Linked DNA regions of Rattus norvegicus: region 1 is linked to region 2. The links are chromatin contacts, called in public Hi-C maps. All regions are on one chromosome and are shown on one strand. Each heading gives the region's core, a stretch centred on a gene start, on an enhancer-like site or on the middle of the called end of the contact. The rest is flanking DNA. Distances are from core to core; before and after follow the strand shown.

Region 1 (6,301 bases), core at 2,844-5,343, 140 kb before region 2:
CTGAAAAAAAGAAAAAGGAAAAAAAAAAAAAGAAAAAAAAAAAAGGAAAACATTTCACTGGGACTGGCTTACAGTTTCCTAAGTTCAGTCCATTACCATCATGGTGGGAAGCATGGCATTGTGCAGGCAGACTTGATGTTGGAGAGCCAAGAATTCTATATCTTGATCAGAAGGTAGCTAGGAGGAGACTGTTTTCCACAGGCAGCCAGGACGGTCTCTTCTGAACCAGGACATAGCACCTCAAAGCCCACCCCATGGTGACACATTTCTCCCAGTAAGGCAACACCTCCTTTTTTTTTTTTTTTTTTTAGATTTATTTATTTTATTTATATGAGTACACTGTCACTGTCTTCAGACACACCAGAAGAGGGCGTCAGATCCCATTACAGATGGTTGTGAGCCACCATGTGGTTGCTGGGATTTGAACTCAGGACCTCTGGAAGAGCAGTCAGCGCTCTTAACCGCTGATCCATCTCTCCAGCCCATACATATTCATTCTTAACACTTTCTGGGCCTTGCTCACTTGTCATAAACATGTGTAGGCTGTGCATGTGACGTACCTGTTGTCCCAGATCTCTGGGGAGTTAGAGGGGTGAAAATTACGAGTTCTGAGCCAACCAGGTTTAGATGGTGAAACCAAGTCACAAACAACAAGAATCTCTCTTCCTGGCATCTATGACAGAGCAGAAGATTTTAATGTCCAGTAAGTCTAATCGGACTGACATAGGCCTGAGAGGCAGGAAAGGACTGACCTCAATTACATAGCAAGTTGGAGGCTAACCTGGGCTACATGAGAACCTGAGTCCAAACAAGGACACAAGTCTAGTGAATCAACCTGTTCATTTCAGGTTGTTATTATCAGTGCCTCTGTGTGTGTGTGTGTGTGTGTGTGTGTGTGTGTGTGTGTGTGTGTGTGTGTGTGTGTGTGCGTGTGTGTGTGTGTGTGTGTGTGTATGTATATATCCCAACACTCAGGAGGCAGAGACTTGTGGATTTCTGGGAGTTCAAGGCCAGCCTGGTCCATAGAAAAAGTTCCAAGACAGCCAGGGCTACACAGAAAAATCCTGTCTCAGAAAAACAAAAACGTCAGACTTTACCCAATGAGGTATCTTTGGGTATCCCACCTTCTTTTCTCTTTCTTAGGTTTCATTTGCTTGTTTGTTTTTCTTTTCTTTGTTTTTTAGAGTCAGGGCCTCACAATCTCACTATGTAGCTCTGGCTAGCCTGGAACTCATTGTGTAGACCAGGCTGGCCTCATTCTCATAGAGACCTGTCTGACTCCGCTCCCAAGCGCTGGGATTCTGGGATGGAGACACAAGCAATTCACACAACCCCCACCATGCCCTTCTCAAACTTCTTCCTCCCATGCCTCAGGGTCTTTCACTGAGCCGGGAACTCACTGACTAATTAATCAAGGTTTGTAAACGAATGAACTCCAGGGATCCACCGGTCTCTGGGCCTCCAGTACCAATGGGGACCAGAACTCAAGTCTTCAGGTTGTGAAGCAGGCACTTTAGCAAGCTGTATATTTTTATATGGCTGGCCTCAGGCTCACTGTGTAGCCAAGGATGACCTCCAACTCCCGATCCTCCTGCCTCCACCTCCCCAGAGGTAGGATTATGGTGTGTCACCACTGTGCCAGCTTGGCTGTACTCTTTTGAACGTTGAAAGCATTCATTAGCACACTCTGTCATAAGTGGGGTTTTGGAAGAGCAGCTCAGGGAGCACTGACTTGAGTGCCTTTAGTCTCTCAGAGTCCTTGGAGACTCCTACAGGAGTCCCTGTAGATCCATGATTTCTATGGTAATGGTAATTCTAGGAGTCACCACAAGAGGGGAAGAGGATTTCCCAAGGCCAGGGGGAAATGATAACATTTCCACTCTCCCGGCTTGGAAATTAGGATGTTAGAACCATGGCCCTTATTCAGTGTACCCATCAGTCCTGGGGACCCAGCCCAGGTCCTCTGCTAAGTCATCTCTCTGGTCCTATTTGCTGTTTCTTAGTAAAACAAGAACATATTGGAACTTAGATATCCTTCAGGGGTAACAAGTTCTAACCTCACTAGACACGTTAATATATTCAATAAAGGCAGTTTGGAGGGGTGTGGTTCAGCGGGAGAGGCCATGCTCAGGATGTGCAAATTCTCATGTACACGGGAAACACATGGATGCCGGATGGAAGGATGGACAGAAATCAGACAGCTGTGATGTCACTCACCTTTAGTTCTAGCTACGCAGGAAGATGACAACTGAGGTCAAGCACTCGGTCCGGGGCAACACAGCAAATCCCATCCATCTGACAACAAACAAAGCTGGGGGCATGGCTCTGTTGGGAGAGTGCTTGCCTAGCAGGCATGAAGGCCCGGGTTCCATCCCCGGCAGCACATAAAACCAAGTGTACTGGTGCACGCCTGTAACCCCAGCACTCGAGAGGCAGAGGCAGGCAATTCTCTGAGCTTAAGGGTAGCCTGGTCTACAAAGTAAGTTCCAGGGCAGCCAGGGCTATTACAAAAAAGAAGAAGGGGGAAGAGGAGGAAGAGGAGGAGGAGGGGAGGAGGAGGGGAGGAGGAAGAGGAGGAGGAGGAGAAGGAGGAGGAGGAAGAAGAGGAAGAAAGAGGGATGTGGGGCTGGAGAGATGGCTCAGAGGTTAAGAGTACTGACTGGGGGTTGGGGGTTGGGGATTTAGCTCAGCGGCAGAGCGCTTGCCTAGCAAGCGCAAGGCCCTGGGTTCGGTCCCCAGCTCCAAAAAAAAAAAAAAAAAAAAAGAGTTCCGACTGCTCTTCCAGAGGTCCTGAGTTCAAATCCCAGCAACCACATGGTGGCTCACAACCATCTGTTATGGGATCCGATGCCCTCTTCTGGTGTGTCTGAAGACAGCTACAGTGTACTCACATATAATTAATACATTTTTTTTTAAAAAAGAAAGATGGAGGAGATGAAGGATATTGAGTTCAAGATAATCCTCTGTGTTCTCTATATTGAATATTAAAACTGAAGAAACAGTCTCAATTACCTCAATTTCCTTGGGTCTGCAGAAACATAAGTTCAAAATCCATGAACCAGCCTGTGTTTGCTTGCTTTTCTCTTCGTTTTTGTTTTTGTTTTGTTTTGTTTTGTTTTTGAGACAGGATCTCATGTAGCCTAGGCTGGGCTGGAAGTATGTAGCCCAGGATAACCTTGCACTTTGGATCCTCAAGCCTCATCTTCTCTTTATCTTTTTTTTTTTTTTCTTTTTTTCGGAGCTGGGGACCGAACCCAGGGCCTTGCACTTGCTAGGCAAGTGCTCTACCGCTGAGCTAAATCCCCAACCCCTTCTCTTTATCTTTAAAAATAAACTGTTTGCCCAATCTGGGGTTGGGGGTCAGTAGGATCAGGGGTCAGCAGAGCTAACACAGTCCTGTACACACTTCGTCAAGTTTAGTGTAAGCGGTGGTAAACAGTTTGTTCAAGAGAATTTTTTAAAAAAATTATCTATTTATTCTATATAAGTGTCTTCAGCCACACCAGATCCCATTACAGATGGTTGTGAGCCACCATGTGGTTGCTGGGAATTGAACTCAGGTCCTCTGGAAGAGCGGTCAGTGCTCTTTTTTTTTTTTTTTTTTTTTTTTTTTTTTTTTTTTTTTCTTTTTTTTTCCGGAGCTGGGAATCGAACCCAGGGCCTTGCGCTTCCTAGGCAAGCGCTCTACCACTGAGCCAAATCCCCAACCCATGTCAGTGCTCTTCTTAACCGCTGAGCCATCTCTCCAGCCCCTAACAAGCTCTTAATAATAGCACTTCCCCTCTGCCTTCCTGTGGAAAGCCTTGTGACATCAGTTCTTTATTCTTTTTTTTTTTTTTTTTTGGTTCTTTTTTTCGGAGCTGGGGACCGAACCCAGGGCCTTGCGCTTGCTAGGCAAGCGCTCTACCACTGACCTAAATCCCCAACCCCTCAGTTCTCTATTCTTGACATTTATTTCATAGTTTTATTTGGACTATTCATTCTATTTCTTTTCCTGACATACAGGAAACCTTTCAGTTACAATCCCTGTGTGTACGTAGCACCGTCTGTGCGGAAGTCAGAGGGCAACCAGTGGGCGTTGGTGCGATCCACCCACGTGGGTCGCGGGGATTGAACTCAGTTCTTAGGCTTGCCAGAAAGTGCCTTTACACACTGAGGCATCTCACCGACCCACGTTCCATTTTTATGAGTACCTCTGTTCATATAACAAACCAGTAAACCGTTGAAAGGGAGGGGGCGGACAGACAGAGAGACAGGCAGGTGGGTGGGCGGGCAGACAGACAGACAGGAAATAGGAGAGAAAGAGGCAGAAAGGTTTTGACTACATCAAAACCCTTCCCTTAGATGGGCGCTTTCGTCCCTATTTCCCTGCTGTTCTCCTTTTGACCAACAGGTGGCAGGCTAATCCCACAACAGGCGATCATGACTTTATTTAATCGCAATGAGAAGAAAATTGCTTCTTTTCCCACACGTATTTCTTTCCCCAGATAAACAGCGCGGTGAGCATCTGCCTGCTTATCAAGGAAGTGAGTCCCGTAAGAAGGTCGCTTTTCAGGCGAGGGACACGAGGGTCGCCAACACCGACTCTGAGCTTCGGGTTACAACACTGCAGATAAGCAAGTCCCTTAGAAAGGAGCCAAGGTTGCTTTAAAGTTCATTGTTAAAAATTCCACATAATCTACATTTCCCCAGTTAATAATCATAAAAAGTTTATAACCAGAAGTCACGGAGGCCCTTCTGTTGTAATTGCTAGGGTTTCAGAGTTAATGGAACACCCTTCTCACGGAGGAAAAGTTTTGGAAGCTAGCCCCCTTCCAGAAGCCCTCTACCCACCCTCCATGAGCTGCTCTCCCTCAGGAATCGCTTCCCAGCCCCTCACAAAATTGCCAGGGTAATTGACTCTTCCTGGGATGAGTTTGACTTCCCACCCTGATTTGGTAACAGACTTTGTTTTGGCGAGGTGAGGCTCTTTGTTTGCAAATGCACAATAAAAATGGCTTTTGAGTGACTTCAGAGGACGCTTTCTGGTGCCAATAGCAGATTCCAAAGCAGCTATTATCCCCGACGTGGGGGATCGGGTCCCTCGAGACTGTTTAAGTATCGGTTTTCAAAGTGCTTGGAACCTGCAATGTCTTCTGTGGTATATTTGCAGGTGCATAGTTGGCCCGGTGCTCCCGGATTGTAAAGGCCGCCTTGCTGTGGTAGCCGTAGACAGATTGAGCCTCTTGCTAAAATTGAGGGCTGCAATTCCGATAACAAATCTGATTCTAACTCTCCCGTGTCACTTCAGCCCAAAGGTGCCTTTGTCTCCCAAGAAAAAGAGGGTCGAAGTGAGTGAATGGCCCTTCAGCAGAGCCATGTGGAAAACATTGCCGAGGGACACTTTTGTCCTGAGAGTGGAGGTTTAGGGCTGGTGTGTGTGAAGTGAGTTTTCTTTGTTCGCGGCCAACCTGCCTGAATGCGTGCGAGGCGGCGGAGGTGACGGCAAAACGCTTTAAAAGTGGCCTGCAGTGGGAAACTCGGAGCGCACAATGGCGTTATTTTTGTTAGACATAATTCTCCCACCTCGCCTTTTTATTGCAGGAACCAAAATAAGTCCGGATAAAGCTTTAAAAGGCTGCCTTGATGTTGGAAGGAAAATGGATATTGTCTCTCCCCACAGTGTCTGAATGGTGCACAAAATCCTAGCTATATCCAGATAAGAACGCGCCCCGCCCTGAGAAACCTTTCTCTGGATGGGAGAGCACCAGGCAGTTCAGGGAGGGGCCGGAGGGTGTCAGCCCATCTTATTGAAACTTTTAAAATCTAAAGAGGAGGCTCCCCTGCTCTTCACACTTCGGTTATGTGAAGTAGTAACATTCCGGCCCCCTTACCCCTCGCATCCCCCACCTCCGGCATTTGATCACTTGATGGCACTCAAGAAGACTCCGGCTTTCATCATCGCAAACCCCCAGGCTGTAGACTGGGGAGAGGAAAGGGGCGGAGCTCTCTTCCTAAATTGCTCAATTTAGGAGAGCAGGGAGCCAGGGAGCTCCTTCTAAGACTACGTTTGTTTGTTTGTGTTTGTTTTTTCAAGACGAGGTTTCTCTGCATAGCCCGGGCCATCCTGGAACTTGCTTTGTAGACCAGGCTAGCCTCAAATGCAGAGATCCTCTTGCCTCTGCCTCCCATGTGCCGGGATAAACTTGGTGAGCCAGAGAGACCACAATCGGGAAGGTTTTAGTGAAAGGTGTCTCAGGATAGCCGGATGTGGGAGGATGTGGGCGCCACATTCAAATCCGAACGGAGCCTCTCAAAGAAA
Region 2 (6,124 bases), core at 2,501-5,000:
AAATGAAAGAAAATGACAAGACTTTAGCTTGTTTTGCTGGGACCGCCAAGGGCTTCCATGGCCTAGGTTTATCACTACCACTGGACTCTGCAGTACACTTTCCTCTCTCTGAGCTTAGCCTCTTAGGCGTCTAACTAACTGATAATGATGTGCTATAGGCAGATGGCTGCCCTTCTCTTCCTAGACATACTCAGAGCAGCAGAAATGGTTGGTTCTACACCTGACAAGCAGGCCAGTGATGCAGGAGGGGATGGGGTTCTTAACTCCCTGTAGGCTGAAACTAGATGTGCTGAAGTTACAGCGACGTGGGAAACCACCTGACTGGAACCCAGACCCAGGCCTCTGAAAACAGCTATCATGCTTACCTGATGAGCCCCTGGCTGTTTATTTTGTTGGGGAGTGAGTGGGTTGAAGCAGGGTCTCACTGTATAGCTCTGTGTGACCTAGAACTCACTATATAGACCAGGTTGGCCTTCAACGCAGAAATCCATCTGCCTCTCTGCCTCCTTCATTGCTGGTATTAAAGATGTGTGCCACTATACCCAGTACACATCAGTATTTTTAAAAATTGAATATTTAACAAAATGAAATGCAGAGCTGCAGTCAGCGTCATGGAGGAGGCAGCGCACTCCTACAGTCCCAGCGCTGTGAGCCTGGGCAGGTAGAGCTCTGTGGAGGCCAGCCTAGTATAATACAAAGTGATGCTAGGACAGCCAGGGCTGCACAGAGAAACCCTGGCTCAAAAAAACAAAGTTGGGGTCTATTGAGATGGCTCAGTGGTTAGGAGCACTGGTTGCTCTTCCAGAGGTTCTGGGTCCAATTTCCAGCACCCACTGGTGTTGATACTGTCTCTAACTCCAGCTCCAGGTGGGGTCCATTGATCACATGCCCTCTCCTGGTCCTGCAAGCACCTAACACATGTAGAACACTTGTACTTACAATCAAAACAGTCGTTTACATGAAGTAATTTTTAAATTTTAACATTAAAAAGACAACTTTGAAATAAAAATAATGACACAGCCAAATTGACCAAATCCAAAGTCTACATATCTCAGTGAGCTTCTGTACCGGTAGAACAACTGTCCTGGATCTGCAGCTTCACGGTGACGCTCACACCTTTACTATCATGCACAATTTTTACAAAAGAACAAGTAACTTCTGAGCTACCTGGGAGACCGAAGCAGGGGAATCTCAACAGCAGCTCAGGCTCTAGACCAGCTCTCTCAAAGGTAGAGGGTGGACAGAAGGGACTTGCAGCCGCCAGCATGTACAAAGGCCTAGACTTTAAGACGCTTATTTCAACCCTCTCTCCAGAAGTCCAGTTCTTCTACCACCACCAATGAGAAGATCACCAAATTGTATGAGTTGGGTGGTGAGCCCGAGAGGAAGATGTGGGTGGACCGGTACCTGGCCTTCACAGAGGAAAAGGCCATGGGCATGACAAATCTGCCTGCTGTTGGGAGGAAGCCTCTGGACCTCTATCGCCTCTATGTGTCTGTGAAGGAGATTGGTGGGCTGACTCAGGTAAGCACCAGACATTTGGCTTTTGAGAGTACCGTTTATCCCACAGGGTCATGTTCTGAGACACTTAAAACACGTGATGTCATGTCAGATGTTAGAAATGATCCACGTAAAGCTTCTGCAAGAGTCCAGACTATGGGAACCAGACTCTGTCTTCCAGGGAAATTGCTTATAGAGTTAGTTGCAGAGGAAGAAGTTAAATGATGGAAGCCTTCCTTTATACTGTGACTTCAGAGAAGAGTTCAGTCCTTACTGGAAATGCCACTGCCATACTTCACGGTCCGTTTCTGTTTAGCCAGAGAGGCTGACAAGTGAGGCTCACTCTGCCTTGTAGGCTTTCCTCTGTGATCTTTTCATTATTGTACAGACCAGAAACTCTTAGTGAGGGTGGGAGAGCCTGACAGCAAGAAACTTATTCCAAACCTTCTAAATCAGAAAAGGAAAACAGCTGTCACCAGCAGAAAAGAAAGTGATTGGAACGAAGCCAACTACTAATCATTTCTGAATCCCTTCTCCCTTCAGGCTTCCTTCCCCTCCCCCACAAAGGAAAACAAAACAGAATAGGGCACGTGCAGGCTGCCATGTAACTGGCGTGGGAAGCAGAGCCACATAGGGCGGCTGAGGTGACCCTGCGTGCATATCTGCTTTCCACTGCCATTTGGTCCTTGTTTCCTACTTGTGGGAAAGGGGGATTGGTTGCTTATAACTTGCCTTCTGATTGGTGGGGCTCTGAACTCACTGAGCATAGGATGAGATACAGAACAAAGCTTGTCCTCCAGTTCAAAAAGGAAATCTTACTTGCTGTTAAGTAGTTATATTCCAAAGACAGTAAGAATTCCTTTCTAAGTGAAGGCCCTGAGAAAGGCAAGACTGAGTCCTGAGCTTGTCTGACAGGTCAGTGAAAGATCATCCCAGTAGACGGGTCCGATGTTACAGGGTAGGAGATAATGTGCAGTTAAACACGACTGTTGCTAACTTTACAAACAACCAAAGCGATACTCTCCCCACCCAGTGCCACCTTGCAAAGTGTTGTGGTCACCTCCTTTCCGTGGAGGTTATCTAGAGCTTCTCTAAGCTCTGAAGATTGCAACTATCACTTCAAAGGTGTCATAGTCCAAAATGTTTGCTTGTACCAGTGTTCTCTGCACTAGAGGCATAAGCTGGCCCTGTGCTGAAGAATACACTATGGATCCAGACCTGTCTGTCTGCCACAGTACTAATTAGAAGAATATTTGGGAAATAGTCTTGGTCAGTATGTCCTGGGACTGAAACAAGGAGGCAGAACAGTGGACTGGCTGTCCTTAGGTTGACAGCCTCACACTGGTGGTGAAGAATCATGTAGAAATCATTAGCTTTAAGAAGTTAGAGGGTGAGGGTTAGAGCATCCAGACTAGGCACTGAGTTCTGTTCCAACGTCAGCCTTCTGCTTGTCCTGTCTTAAGAAGCAGCGCTGCTTGCAGTTACTTCAAACTGGAAGCTTCTTGCCAAGCTGGAAGCCTGGGTCAAGTGTACTATGACTCTTCTGGTGGTCTTTCAGGTCAACAAAAACAAAAAATGGCGGGAACTTGCAACCAACCTCAATGTGGGCACATCGAGCAGTGCCGCCAGCTCCTTGAAAAAGCAGTATATCCAGTGTCTCTATGCCTTTGAGTGCAAGATTGAGCGGGGAGAAGACCCTCCCCCTGATATCTTTGCAGCTGCTGATTCCAAGAAGTCCCAACCCAAGATCCAGCCTCCCTCTCCTGGTAAGAATGGCTGAGCACCCCACTGAGGTTGAGGGCACACTTCCCTAGGTAGTGGTGCCTCCCTCCCTTCCTCCAGGGAGCAGAGCAGATGCCAGGGGTGTGTGTTTTTACCCATCCACGTGGCTTGGCAGGTTGGCAGACTAAAGAGCGGTAGTGGCGACTCCCTTGGGAGGTGCCGTGCAGCAGCCTTAAGTTTTAACTTTCTCATTTTCCTGTTGTACGCCTGGCATTTTGCCAAATGTTTGTAAACTAGTGAGTGGGAGGGACACCAGAGGAGTGAGGGAAAACTGACAAATAGCAGTGTGGCTGGGCCATCTGGGAGCTTCGGCCTGCTGATGTCAGTGCCTTAGAATGCAGCTCAGAAGAGAGCTGTAAACTCCCGGGAGAGCTGGGATGGTAATGAATGGTTAGAGGGTAGAGAGGGAATATGAATGGGACTTCTCTGATGACAGGAGTGCTGCTTTACCCTCTGTTCTCAGAGGAGGCTGGGCCTAGGCTAGCATGGGAAAGAGGCCAGGGCCCTAGAAGGTAGGTGTAAACATATGTGCCCTGTCTTTGACCTCTGAGGGTGTGATGTGTGCCTGAGATGACTCATCAGCTTGGGAAGGCCTCAGAAGTGTGCTGTCTAATGCTAGAAACGAACGGTACCTAGTGGAAATGCTCATCACTGGGAGTTCTGTGCTCTTTAGAGGAATATTAGAAAGAACCTAAGGGTGACATTTTGCTGGGTGCCTGATAGAAACACTAGGCTCTGGCCATGTGACTCCGCTCTACACCCTGTACTTTGGGGGCTCTAATTAGTCATTCACTGCTCAGCATCGGGGGATGTTTAATAGGTTACACAGGTTCTTTGGAGAAAGAAAGCTAGGTAATCAGGAAGCTACCCAAGGCTTAAATGACCTGGTGCAAAATAACATCCGCCTCCTTTCTCCAAAGCAAGACTGCAGCCAACCCTTAAACATCAAAGTGGGGGGATGTTTCTTGGAGCTCAGGTGTGCAGCTCTTGTATGTGAACTGTTGTATGCCAGTGTTTTGTGTTTGATCAGGACATGCTTCCATAAGTGATAAGATCCAATCCCTTTACATCACTGACTCTGAAAGTCTCTCACAGAGGGATCCTGGGAAGGCAAACACAGTGTCAGTCCCAGCACTCTGGAAGCTGAAAGAAAGGATCCTTAGTTCCAAGCAGCCTGGGCTCCACAGTATGAGACCCTGTCTCAGAAGAGAGAAACAGACGCATACAAATGCATATGTGCATACACCCAGACTCTAAAGCATCCGTAATTTTATAGTTAGCTGCTCACCCTGCCTCTCTGTCCACAGCAGGATCAGGGTCTATGCAGGGGCCACAAACGCCTCAGTCAACCAGCAGTTCTATGGCAGAAGGAGGAGACCTGAAGCCACCAACTCCAGCATCCACACCACATAGTCAAATTCCCCCCTTACCAGGCATGAGGTAAGGCTCATGATCAGGAACTCTTGGGTGTGTCTGGGGGTAACCTGGGGTAACCTGAGGAGGGCAGTTCATGCCTATTCACTCCCCCACCCGTGGCTTCTATGGTTCTTGACTTATCTGAGGAATTGGTGTATGGGGGGCTTCATTAGTTTTCCTCACTCTGGAGCAGGAGCAACTCAGTTGGAATCCAGGATGCCTTTCCTGATGGAAGTGAGCCCACATTCCAGAAGCGGAATTCCATGACTCCAAACCCTGGGTACCAGCCCAGTATGAATACCTCTGACATGATGGGGCGCATGTCCTATGAGCCAAATAAGGATCCTTATGGCGGCATGAGGAAAGGTGACTGACTGCTGGGTGGTGCTGGCTTATGCCTGTGGAGTTTGAGTGGCTTGGTGGTAGTGCTGAGAGAGCCTCTGAAATGCTTCTGTGTGTCACCCTTCACCATACTCTTCCCTTCCCCCTGCCGGCCTTGTCCTCTTTCCTTTCTGGGATGATGCTAGAGGCTGAAGCAAGGGAGTCATTTACCTTAGGCAAGTTTCATCCCACTGAGCCCCACACACTTAGCCACCAAACTCTTATATATTTTTTCCTCCTCCTTTTCTCTTTCAACTTGCTTTACCTAGCCACTCTTTTTTTTTTTTTAAAGATTTATTTATTATATATAAATAGACTGTAGCTGTCTTCAGACACACCAGAAAAGAGCATCAGATCCCTTACAGATGGTTGTGAGCCACCATGTGGTTGCTGGGATTTGAACTCAGGACCTCTGGAAGAGCAGTCAGTGCTCTTAACCGCTGAGCCATCTCTCCAGCCCTTACCTAGCCACTCTTAAGACTTGGCATTCTCTATTTAACCTGTCAGGAAAGAAACAGGAAGACACCATGTTCTGTAGAGAGCCTGGAACCGTGTCGCAGGAATGTGTACATTGATGAGCCTGCCAACCTGCTGGTTTCCTCATTCACTGCCTTCCTTTTTGTACTCAGCTCCAGGAAGTGATCCCTTCATGTCCTCAGGGCAGGGTCCCAACGGCGGGATGGGTGACCCCTACAGCCGTGCTGCTGGCCCTGGGCTGGGTAATGTGGCTATGGGACCACGACAGCACTATCCCTATGGAGGTCCTTACGACAGAGTGAGGTAAGCCCCTGCCCATCCCACCCTGGATACCCTGAAGCTATACTTTGCTCAATTCTCTTCTCCAATCTTGTTTAGGACGGAGCCTGGAATTGGCCCTGAAGGAAATATGGGCACTGGAGCCCCTCAGCCAAATCTCATGCCTTCCACCCCAGACTCGGGGATGTATTCTCCTAGCCGCTACCCCCCGCAGCAGCAGCAGCAGCAGCAGCAGCAGCAGCAGCAGCAGCAGCAGCAGCAGCAGCGGTGAGTGACTCCTGCTTCCTCT

Evidence for each region. A called contact is a pair of places that touch in the nucleus more often than the background predicts.
Region 1: a contact with region 2 is called in a Hi-C map of Schwann cells, with 1.8 times the contacts expected there. The contact joins two enhancer-like sites.

What each region holds. Positions count from the first base shown.
Region 1 is chr5:151,338,288-151,344,588 of GRCr8, reverse strand. No RefSeq gene overlaps it. Among named protein-coding and RNA genes, the nearest start is that of Rps6ka1, 61 kb to the left of the region's middle. Within about 2 kb of position 4,093, at least 10 of the 93 cell types and tissues checked have an H3K27ac peak or open chromatin away from gene starts, as enhancers often do. A contact at or near this core is called in Schwann cells, where this site is marked.
Region 2 is chr5:151,199,632-151,205,755 of GRCr8, reverse strand. It overlaps Arid1a (AT-rich interaction domain 1A), which reads left to right. Exons shown (of 20, transcript NM_001401279.1): 11 at 1,315-1,524; 12 at 3,059-3,266; 13 at 4,590-4,722; 14 at 4,892-5,064; 15 at 5,709-5,859; 16 at 5,935-6,102. Among named protein-coding and RNA genes, the nearest start is that of Pigv, 17 kb to the right of the region's middle. Within about 2 kb of position 3,750, at least 23 of the 93 cell types and tissues checked have an H3K27ac peak or open chromatin away from gene starts, as enhancers often do. A contact at or near this core is called in Schwann cells, where this site is marked.